Regions from separate parts of the Hordeum vulgare genome. Here region 2 is linked to region 1. Evidence: chromatin contacts called from public Hi-C data. All regions are on one chromosome and are shown on one strand. Each heading gives the region's core, a stretch centred on a gene start, on an enhancer-like site or on the middle of the called end of the contact. The rest is flanking DNA. Distances are from core to core; before and after follow the strand shown.

Evidence for each region. A called contact is a pair of places that touch in the nucleus more often than the background predicts.
Region 2: a contact with region 1 is called in a Hi-C map of leaf, with 3 times the contacts expected there. The contact joins the enhancer-like site here to the promoter of LOC123426259 in region 1. A contact is called at or near these places in 3 of 6 Hi-C or Micro-C datasets (leaf and seedling) and 1 of 1 datasets of contacts at active chromatin or transcription factors (embryo).

The regions. Positions count from the first base shown.
Region 1 is chr2H:352,573,896-352,579,740 of MorexV3_pseudomolecules_assembly, forward strand. LOC123426259 (transcription factor PCF6-like) reads right to left here and starts at 3,182. Exons shown (of 2, transcript XM_045110058.1): 1 at 1,577-3,182. The coding sequence starts at 2,850. The coding sequence ends at 1,612.
Region 2 is chr2H:353,167,639-353,173,483 of MorexV3_pseudomolecules_assembly, forward strand. No RefSeq gene overlaps it. Among protein-coding and RNA genes, the nearest start is that of LOC123430075, 32 kb to the right of the region's middle. Within about 2 kb of position 2,788, at least 2 of the 3 cell types and tissues checked have open chromatin away from gene starts, as enhancers often do. A contact at or near this core is called in leaf, where this site is marked.

The DNA of each region.
Region 1 (5,845 bases), core at 1,932-4,431:
GAAACTCTTATGCAAAAACAACTCCAAAAAAACTACTCCCTCCAATAAAGTTGTATTAAGTGTCTGTCAGTTAATATGGACCGCAGGGAGTACCTTACTTATGTACTAAGAGCATCTACAACCGGACCCCCCACTCCCCCCACACCCCCTAAACACCCGGGCGTACAACCAGGACACCGCCCGGACCAAATTTAGCCACTCAACTGGAACCCTCAAACACAGCCCAAACATCCGGCACCCTTATCCAGCCCATATGTGGGGCGGAATATGGGGAGGTCCGGACGCAGCAGCCATGTAGGATCAGGCCCACCCCGACCCCACTAAAACTCCACCCGGACCAAACCCTAGCCACTAGATGCTTCCACTCTCCTCACAGTCTCCTCGTCCGCTCCACTTCCCCGTCTTCCCCCTTCCCTCACCCGAATTTGGCTGGATCCGGCAGCGGCTCCTCGTTCGCTGCTGACACCGTGGATGTGGGAGTTTGGGACGCCCTGCGACGGAATCGGACGAGGAGCTCGCAATCCTTGTGGCCCTCGATCTATGAACTATGCTATGTTCAATTTATGTGCGTGCAATTTTGATCACGTTGCATGGGGTTGCATGGATTTGTGGGTTCGGATATGACGGGGACAACTGCGGACGCAGACAAATGATGGGTGATTGGGTCTGCGGACGTACATGTCCACAGACATATAGAGGGTCAAATTAGGGCACTGTGGTCGTAGATGCTCTAAATGCTGTAGTGCTCTCAAACCGTATCTGAGCACAAAAACATTTCAAGTTCTCGATAGAAAGAAATATAGTTGTACTCTTCAGGTTAAGTTTCAAAGCATCTCACTCCTAATAAATAAGAAGTTCAATGAAATATGGCAGTTTGACTTTTAAGATGTATAAAGCCAGTTCTAAGGAAAATATCTGTCACGATATGCACATGAATTCACTTTCGTCACGGCTGAATACTCAGCTGTGCTGAAGACGTTTCAATGTCTGCTGAATAAGAACAAAAAAAATCTAGAAAGAAATTTTGGACTGCGCCTCTATTTACACCTAAACGATTAAAAGCTCTTCAGGAAATACTTTTAGACTACATGACAAATCCTATTTAGATATTGTATTCATCCTGTATTTTCTGTTAGTGCATTTGATCATATAGCTGACCCCCTTCATGCAATACTAGAACAACGTAGCCTGGGCTTACTACAATTTAAGGCATTAAAAATACAATGCCGGGTAACCAGAAACCGTGCGATTGGCCTGTCTCCTGTGACATAATGGTTGGGGGGGAACAGAACACCAAAACAGATCCCTCTCCGGTGAGTAGTGAATTGACACCTGTAGTAAAGTTCAGCCTAATGCTCCCTCCCCCTAAAGCTTTGACACTCGTCAATTGCACAAGAACAGGCCGAGTGTTTTATGGGATTTAGGGGCACAAGGCCACCTCGAGACCAACCAAAAGGGGAAGATAATCATATCAAATTAGCCAATGGGCAAGCATCCCAGCCTTAAACAAAGGCCTAAAAACACAAGCAGCCAAAAAGCAAAGGAAACGTATGCATTTGGAGAGTTCATCACCTACCATCCAAAAGAAGCGCTGCATTGCACAGCCATTGATCAGTTCTTGCCCTTCTCCTTCATGTCGGAGTGCCTGAACCCCTCCCAGAGCTGCAATGCGGCCGCCGCGCCGAAGTGGCTCTCCGCTGTGGTGGGGGAGGCCACCGCGACGGCTGGGCTGAACAAGAAGGGTATGTGCGGAGCATCCAGTGGAGTAGACAGCCTCTGGAGCTGCTGCTGCTGGTGGTGGCCGGAGAGGTGCGGCTGCGAATTGGACTGAAGGGTCCCCCTGGTGTTGTTGACACCCACAAGACCCGAGGACATGGAGAAGTTGAGATTGTAGTCTACTGACGGAGCCGACGTTGCCGCCGCATGGACGGGCATGTAGTGGTCTTGCGAGAAGGAGAAGTGCGGCATCTCCGTCTGCGGCTCGCCGCCAGCTGATAAGCTGAAGTGCTGCCCCGGGGCCATGGCGACGGGCGCAATGTTGCCAAGGTGCGGGGCCGGGGAGGCGAAGGTGTGCAGCATCCCGTGCCCGGATTTCCGGGGCTGGGCGAAGCCGAGGTAGTCCGCGGTGGCAGACGCGGTCATCTGGTGCCACGAGTTGTGGTGCTTGTGCTGAGCAGCGGCTGGGGTAGCGGCCGCCAATCCAGTGAGCAGCTCGGTGAAGGAAGCGGCCTGCGCCGAGGGGGCGCGGGTGGCCGAGTCGTCTCCGGCCTCCTTGTCCTTCACAGAGGCGCTCCGGTCACGCGCGCGCTCCCTGGCCTTGACTCGGCTGTCGGAGCGAGAGAGCGAGAGGACGGAGCCCTTGCTGGTCTCGGACGTGCTGCTGCAGGCCGATCTGGTGAGCTGCTGCTGCTGAGGCTGCGAGCCGTGGGCCTCCGGTTGAAGAGCTGAAGACTGTTTGTTGGCTGAGGCCGGGTGGTTGGGGAAGGCGGCGGCCTCGAGCTCTGGGAGCTTGTCGATTGCGGCGGCGGCTGCCTTGATGAGCCACTCGACGGCCTTGCTGGGCTGGTCGTAGCCAAGGCGATCCTGCAGGTCGTAGAACTGGATGGCGGTGGCGACGGAGAGGCGGACGCGGCGGTCGCGGATGCCCTTGGCCGTGTAGACCTTGCTGTGGCGGTCCTTGCCGCCGGAGCCGCGCGAGACGCGGTAGATCCGCGAGGAGGGGTGCTGCTGGTGCGGCGGCCACGGCACGAGCGCCAGCCGCTTGGCGTCCCCGTGGCCCTGGTCCTGGTCCTGGTCCTCGGTGCGGCCCCGCTTGCCGAGCTCGACGGCGGCGGCGACGCTGAGGTCCATCCCGATGTGAATTGGTCCGCCGGCAAGCCGCCGCCAGTGCCTCTCATGCCCTACCCAGAGCGCATTGGTAACGGAATTAAGCCAGGCCGCCTGGCGCGGGGAGGCGGGGAGTGGGAAGCGAGCGCGTGGGGAGGTGGGGCGCAGATCTGCGCCCGATCCCGTGTGCGCCCTGGGGCGATGGAGCGGAGCGGAGTGGAGTGGAGTGGAGTGGAGGGAGCACGGCGCGGCGAGGGAGGGAGAGAGGGGAGGTGGAGTGTGAGTAGGACGAGACGATGGAGGGAGGGAGGGAGGGAGGGAAAGGTCTCCCGATTTTATGAGGGAGGGAGAAGGGAGGTGAGGTGTGCGGAACGAGGCGGATCATTCTATCGGCCACACCAGTAGCGAGTAGCCCGTCACTCTCGCGCCGCGCCGCTGCGTCATCGGGCTAGTCGGCTGCGGCTGCCTACCCGGCCGCCGCCGTAGCAGCAGCGGGGGCGCGTCGCATCGAATCGAATCGGCACGGCACATACGTACATCCTCGCGACGGATCCATGTCCATCCATCCGTCAATCCATGTCCGATGGCAACTGGCTCGCTCGCTCGCTCGCTCGCTGTCAGACCTTCATCACGGCGACGACGCCCTCCAACCGGTCCAAGGTCTCTCTCCGCTCCGCGCCGCCGTCACTCGAACAAACAAACGTTAGCCGTATCCAAGAAATGCCCATGACGTCTCTGTCGCGAGGCCTTCCACACCATCTCTCTCCAAAAGGCCCATGACCAACTTTAATAACTACTATCCGTTCTTAAATTTTATTTTTTTAAGTTTTACTAACTGATTACATATTTTAGATTATAGATTCATTCATTTTGTTTCGTATGTAGTCCTATAGTAAAATCTTTAAAAAAAGACTTATATTTAGGGACGGAAGGAGTAATCATGAAATATAAGTTATATGGAGCAAAAATAATGTCATTGCATAGTAGGAGTACATTCAAATACGAATGCAACAATATAATTTCTTTACATGCACTAGCATTTTACTAGTAAAATATGTGATGAAACTTTGAATCAAAATACGATGGGAACTAATAAATCCACACAAAGGTAGTAGGTTACATGGTCATGATTCATTTGTTTTGACGAGGCAAATCAAGCATCATGGTGAAGTCATTGTTGAGATTGTTATTTTAGTAATCATCGTAGCATCGAGATTGGATCGATCACAAAATAGTGCGATGGGGGTAGATGAGTTGTTGGAGTAGTTGGTTTCGTCGAACATTACAACGAGGAAAATAACCACTTGATGACGAAGCATCGATGAAGATGAGGTACTCGACCCCAATTGAAAGCAGGTCGGTGTGGTAACATGACACGACAAGGGACAAACCCTCATCAAAAAGGGTTCTCTAGCAAACCAATTCATCATTCATATCATAGTTAGGCCACATGCGCCTTACGGAAACATGGGAGGATCAACCTCACACATCGAAAACCTTCATAACACATGCACAAACAAAGCCTTAGTTTTGCTTCTCTTGGCTCTTGCTCTCCTCCTAAATTACACGACAAGTAATCGGACATGGATGAAGGGGCGGGAACAATTATATTTCCTGAAAACAATTAGCATTGTGCGAAACACCCATGATAGTTAGTGAATTATATTTCCAAGAACTTGTTGAGATCGGACAAACCTAGGGAAGAGTTTACCTAATTATTATTATATGAGAGTCCTTTCACTATTAGCCTTGTTTGTCAAAGAATCCGAGTACATAAATATGTATGGTCATAGTTGCAAGATGCTGGAAAATCCTCTATAACATTAAGCTCCATAGTTTTAAACAACTCACGTTCAATTGAGATCTTTAATTGAAATTCGGTGACCCAATTTTGACGAGGTCAATAATTTTTCAAAGCTCTCTCGTTTAATTATTTTATATTATACACTATGCTTTCTAATTTTTAAGGCCTCTCAATTATTTAAGGTATTTAATTTACAATTGGGTCACTCGATTTTGACCGAGTCAACAATTTATCAAGTTATCTCATTCAATTGTTTAAATACACTATGTTCCCTAATTACGAATCCCTTTCTTACAATTGAGTTATCCAAATTTGGATTTGGTTTACAATTTTGACCGTGCCAACGATTTTTCAAGTCAATCATCAGCAACCGGCTTACAAGAACATATCAATCCAGCACACCCTCCCACCATCTAAAATACAGAAGCGTCGTTATTTGATATTGTAGCACCAATATAGTACCTGCAATCAGCGATGCAGAAATTTACCCACTTAAGTATATGTTGGTAAGTGAATAGCACAAATTTACCCACATAAGTATATGTTGGTAAGTGAATGGCACAAAATTACACCATGAAAGCCCACCAAATCACCACATTATTAATAAAAATGAAACATAATCCATCACCTCCCCCCACCCGTTCTAAAAAATAATGGGTGTTAATTTTTCAGAAAGTCAAATTTCTTTAACTTTGATCAAGTTCAGAGTACAAATATCGACAACCACAATATTAAACAAAAAAGTATAAAAATTCATTTCATGATTGTGATGCCCCAACTTAATCGTACGCTAATCATACACGCAAATGCGGGATTCACAGGAAGATATCACAACACAACTCTAGACATAAATGAAGGTCATACAAGCTTCGTATTACAAGGTAGGGGACTCGAGGGCTCGAATACATAAGCTCAAATACAAACGAGTCAGCGGAAGCAAACACTATGTGAGTACAAACATAAGTAAACAAGTTTTGCATTAAGAAGGCTAGCACAAACATAACATCGGATCGAAAAGGTAAGGCCTCCTGCTTGGGAGCCTCCTAAATACTCCTGATCGTCAGCGGCCTCCACGTAGTAGTAGGCTCCGTCAGGGTAGTAGTATTCATCGGTGGGATCAGTCATCTCTTGGGTTCCGTCATCTGGTCGCTGCAAGTTGTATCAAGAAGAAAATGGGGAGAAAATGAACGGTGAGTACTCATCCAAAGTAATCGC
Region 2 (5,845 bases), core at 1,538-4,037, 590 kb after region 1:
CCAAGCTTAAAAACATTCATTTGCGACCCCTCTTGAAAACATGCAGTTGCGCCTAATCTTAAAAACATGCAGTTTCGACCCACCTTGAGAAACATGTAGTTGCGCCCCCTCTTAAAAACATGCAGCTGCGGACCCTCTTGAAAAACATGCAGTTGCACCCCCTCTTGAGAAACATGCAGTTGCGACCCCCCCCCCCCCCCCAATTGATGCATGCAGTTGCGACCCCCTGTTGAAACATGAAGTTGCAACTCCCCCTTAAAAACATTTAGTCGCGACCCCTCTTCAAAACATGTTGTTGTGACCCGCCCTAAAAACATGCAGTTAGGACCGCTTTCCAAACATGTAGTTGCGACCCACCATTGAAACATGTAGTTGCGATCCCTCTTGAAAACATGTAGTTGTGGTCCGTCTTAAAAACTTGCAGTTCCGACCCACCTTGAGAAACATGTAGTTGTGCCCCGTCTTTAAAACATACGGCTGCAGACCCTCTTGAAAAACATGTAGTTGCAGTCCCTCTTAAGAAACATGCAATTGCGACCCCTATTAAAACATGGAGTTGCGACCCCCAACAACTTCGCCTTAAAAACATTCAGTTGTGACCCCTCTTCAAAACATGGAGTTGTGTCTCGTCTTAAAAACATGTAATTCGGAATTTGCTTTGAAAACATGTAATTGTGTCCCCCCCCTTGAAACATGCAGTTGCGACCCAAGCTTAAAAACATTCATTTGCGAACCCTCTTGAGAGCATGCAGTTGTGGCCCGTCCTAAAAACATATAGTTTTGACCCACCTTGAGAAACATGTAGTTGCGCCCTCCTCTTAAAAACACGGAGTTGTGGTCCCTCTTAAAGAACATGGAGTTGTAGCCCCTCTTGAGAAACATGCAGTTGCGACCCCGTCTTTCACGACCCATCTTGAAACACATGCAGTTGCGGTCCCTCTTAAAAAATATGCAGTTGCAACCCTGTCTTGAAAACATGAAGTTGCGACCCTGCATTAAGAACATGTAGTTGTGGCCCATCTTAAAATATGCACTTCCGACCTCTCTTGAAAACATGCAATTTCAATGAAGTTATAACGCTTGCAGCTGCATGTATAGCGATGGACTTGCAAGTGGCCCACAACTCCCCCTTGAGACCACACTTGTGACTCCTTATTCTCAATCTCAACTTCATTATTATGTTGACAGTATGAATTTAAAATAAATAAATTATAAATACATTTTTTAAACTAAACCCTAAGCAATCAATTTGGAATCTCAAATAACAAATGAATATTAAGCTAAAACATACTGAATATACAAAATTAAGAAGAGTAAAAATATTGAAACATTGTTCTACTATACATAGTAAACTAAGAAAAAAAATCCGAAAGCAAAAAAAACACAATAATTAATCACGAGAAAAAGGTAAAAATAAGTCATTACAAAGAGCTCATCCCTCATGTGCAAAAAAGAAAGAAAACTGCTTATGCGTGAAAGCAATAGTAAACAAATAACAAAACATGCAAAAGGCTAGGGTAAAAGAAGAAGAAATCCCACGTAGCTCAGCTCATGCAAATAAGCAAAAGTAACTCGTGGCTCGTTTCTAGGCTCGTAGAAATGTTATGGGTACAACTCACGTACATAGGCTGCCCCTTGTAGAGACGAGGCTCACACCCATCGCTTGCACGATAACGAACAAAAGTCATCACAAATCTTATCATGACAATTGAAGAGCTAGAAAAGTGATTGAGACCATAGTTAAAACTCAGCTAGCTGAGTTTCAGCAAAATCGCATTTTTTGACTAAAAAAACTCACGGGAAAAACACTTACATCTACACGGGATGCTTGGTTTTGATGTCGTCAGAACAGAACATAACAGAAACAAGAGAAAACAAAAGATTAGTAAAAAGAACAAAGGACTAAAACACAAAAAAGAAAAACGGAAAAGAAAGGGAAAAGTGAAATAAAAAATGGAAAAGAACAAAAACAGTGAAAAAACAAAGGGGCCTCCTACGCGTCGGTCGGCCGATCTTTCAAAAAAGATCCGTCGCCTAACGAGCAGTCAGATCTAACAATCCTATCATGCAACGGATGTCTTATTATGAAAACATTTACAACAGAGATTATGTTGCGGGTTTTTTACTATATGGTCATGTTAGCGGATCTTTTTTTGCAACATGGGTCTTGTTGCGGATTTTTTTGCAACATCGGTCGTGTTAGGGATTTTTTTCAACATGGATGCTGTTGCCGGATTTGTTTTTACAACATGCATTGTGTTATACTCCCTCCATTCCTAAATATAAGTCTTTCTAGGGATTCTACTAGAGGACTACATACGGATGTATATAGACAAACTTTAGAGTGTAGATTCATTCATTTTGCTTCGTACGTAATCACCTAGTGAAATCTCTTAAAAGACTTATATTTAGGAACGGAGGGAGTAGATTATTATTTTTAACATAGATTGTGTTGCATGATTTATTTTTACAACATGAGCATCTCCGGTATCTAGCATTTGGATGGTTTGCAACAAAAAACTAGTTACAGAATCTCTTTTTAAAACCATGGACCACTTGCACAAAAATTTCCCAAAAACTAATAAAATGCTGAAAAGATGACCAAAATAGAAAATGCATGGTCCAGAAAGTGTACACATAAAGGAGAAATAAAGTAAGGCCGTTTCCAAAAATCAAAACATGGCGGGAGGTGACTGGCCCGGACAGGCTACCATCGTGATAATAAACGGAAGAACCCAAAACAGGCCGTCACGGACCTGAGACATCGCTGCTCCAATATCGGCACAATATGAGGCGCACTTTCTTAGGAATAACTTATTTGCCGCTCTGTGAAGCGGTGTCGGGCTTCGCACAGAGCGGGGACGGGAGCGATTTTTAAATGGGCTGATCCATTGGGTTGTCGCGTTCCGGTTTTGGGATCCTGTCGATTTGAGAAACTTTTAGAACGTCCCCTGAACAGGTTTTTTTCTTTTTCTTTTTCTTTACTTTTTTCTTTATTCTTTTTACTTCTTTTCTCTTGCTGTTTCGAAAAATGTTCTAGTTTTCGAAAGATGTTTTGGATACTCAATAAATGTTCAGTATTTTCAGAAAAATGTTCTCTATTTTAAAACAATGTTCTATATTTTTTAAAAATTGTTCTGCGTTTTAATTTTTTTTCTTAAGATTCAAATTTGTTTTCGGTTTCAAAATTTATTCTTAGGATAAAGAAAATTTCGTGTTTTAGAAAATTGTTTGCGGTTCCAAATTTGTTTGGGATTTTCAAAATTGTTCTCTATTTCAAAAACAAATCTTCAGTTTCATACAATGTTCGTGCTTCCAAATTTGTTACGGAATTTTCAAAATTATTCTCGGTTACAAAATTTGTACTCAAGATTCAAAAAATGTTCGTGCTTTATTTTTTTTTCACTCCTTCAAATTGGTTCGGTGTTTTTCAAAACTGTTCTCTATTTCAAAATTTAGTTCTCAAGATTCAAAAAAAGTTTGTGCTTTAAAAAATTGTTGGCGCTTTCAAATTTGTTTGGGTTTTTTCAAAGTTCTTTTCTGTTTCGAAATTTTCTTATCATGATTCAAAAAAAATCTTGCTTTACAAAATTGTTCGCGCTTCCAAATTTGTTCAGGATTTTCCAAAATTATTCTCCGTTTCAAAATGTTGTTCTCAAGATTCAAAAAAAGTTTGTGCTTTAAAAAATTGTTCGTGCTTCCAAATGTTTTCAGGACTTTTCAAAATTATTCTTGGTTTCTAAATTTGTTCTCAAGATTTCAGAAATGTTCATGCTTTAAAAATTTGTTCACTCTTTCAACTTGTTTGGGGTTTTTCAAATTTGTTCACCATTTCAAAATTTAGTTCTCAAGATTCAAAAAAATATTCGTGCTTGAAAAAAATATTTGCGCTTACAAATTTGTCTTGGGTTTTTAAAAACCATTCCTCGTTTCAAAATTTTGTTCTCAAGATTCGAAAAATGTTTGTGCTTTAGAAAATTGTTCGCCCTTCCAAATTATTCAGGATTTTTGAAAATTGTTCTTGGGTTCAAAATTTGTCTGAAGATTCAAAAAATATCCGTGCTTTAAAAATTTGTTCACCCTTTCAATTTTTTTCAGGGTTTTTCAAAATTGTTCTCTGTTTCAAAATTCTATTCTCAAGATTAAAAAAATATTCATGCTTAAAATAATTGTCCGCGCTTCCAAATTTTTCTTGATTTTTCAAAATAGTTCTCGATTTTAAATTTTGTTCTCAAAATTTCAAAAAATGTTCGTAATTTAAAATTTTGTTCGTGCTTTCAAAAAAATCGTTTTAAAAAATGTTCATGTTTTATAAAAATGATGGAAAATTTAACATTTATTCATTTTCAGAGAAAAGGAAAAAAGGAAAAAAAGAAAAAAAACCAAAAAATAAAAAAAGAAAGTAAATAAGCAGAAAATACTTTTCTGGCCTGTAGTTATTTAAACTGGGTTGCAATTTTCGATAACAAATCGCAGGATATTGTCGGACAGAACATTGATCTGGTTCCAGTGGGAGCGGCGCGACCCCAAGTTCCTTTGGTCGCTGGGTCAAATTCGTCATGGCGCGTTCACTTTTACTCATTTTTTACTACACACTAACGCAAATGGCCTGCCCTAGGTTATCTATCCCCAGTGCGTTGCGGTGACCCTCTCTCGCGACGTGCGGCGTATAGGAGGTCCCCGCTTTTTAATCGAATTGTTTGGATATTGTTCTCAAAAAATAAATGTTTAAATGGTGAATGAGATCAAACATAAAGCTCAGCTAGCTGAATCTAGCAAAACCTATTCTTAAAATATTATTATTTGATTCATGTTCTCAACTCACGAACCTTTATCAAAACTCACAAAACATTTAAAATTGGAAAATGTTTTACATCAGCGCACCGACCGAAACGTTCGGCCGATAGCTTGGCTCGCATTTGATCGCAGTAGATCTAGCGTTTCCACATCCTTCTCTCACTTTTTTGCCTTATCTTCTTGTTCCTTCCCCTCCTCCCTTCCCTTGGCGACCTTAGGCGCTGTCGGCGAGCGTCGCACCTTCTCCGGCGCTCCGACGATGACTCCACCAGCGCTACGCTATCTCGCTTGATGGAACTTAACCGACGACCGATGCGGCCGATGACGGTGAGCGACGAGACCACGAGAGATGATGCAAAACGGGGACAACGATGATGTCCACGTGTCCCAACCCCACGGCGACCGGGGGGTGACGGCAATGACGGAGATGACCCCGGGCTGCTACCACAACTTTTTTGTTTGTGGTAGCCGGTTGAAGCTTTTTTTCATATATGGTTAATGCTGTCTGTGTCAACGTTTGTAGCTTTTTTCCTGGTTGTAGTGTTCGATTGGAGCTTTTTTTCTTAATAGTTGAAGCTTTTATATACACGGTTGAAGCTTTTTGCATATACGGTTGAAGCTTTTTTCGTCAACGTTTGCCACGTTTTTCCTAGTTGCAACGTTTGATTGGAGCTTTTTTTCTTAACGGTTTAAACTTCTTGCATATACTGTTGAAGCTTTCTTTATCAACGTTTGCAACTTTTTTTCCTGGTTGCAGTGTTTGATTGAAGCTTTTTTCTTAACGGTTGAAGCTTTTATATACACGGTTAAAGCTTTTATATACACACTTGAAGCTTTTCTTAAAACGTTTGAAACTTTTTTCATTTTTGAGCATCACTTGATTAACGCTCTCTCTATCATCTGACTGGAACTTATTTCATCTAAGGTTGAAACATTTTGTGTCAACGGTTGTATCTTTTCCTGATTCGCAGTGTTGGTTGAGCTATTTTGATCTAGGGTTTAAGCTTTTCATCTGGTATCGGCGAATACTCACAACATAAGCCATGGG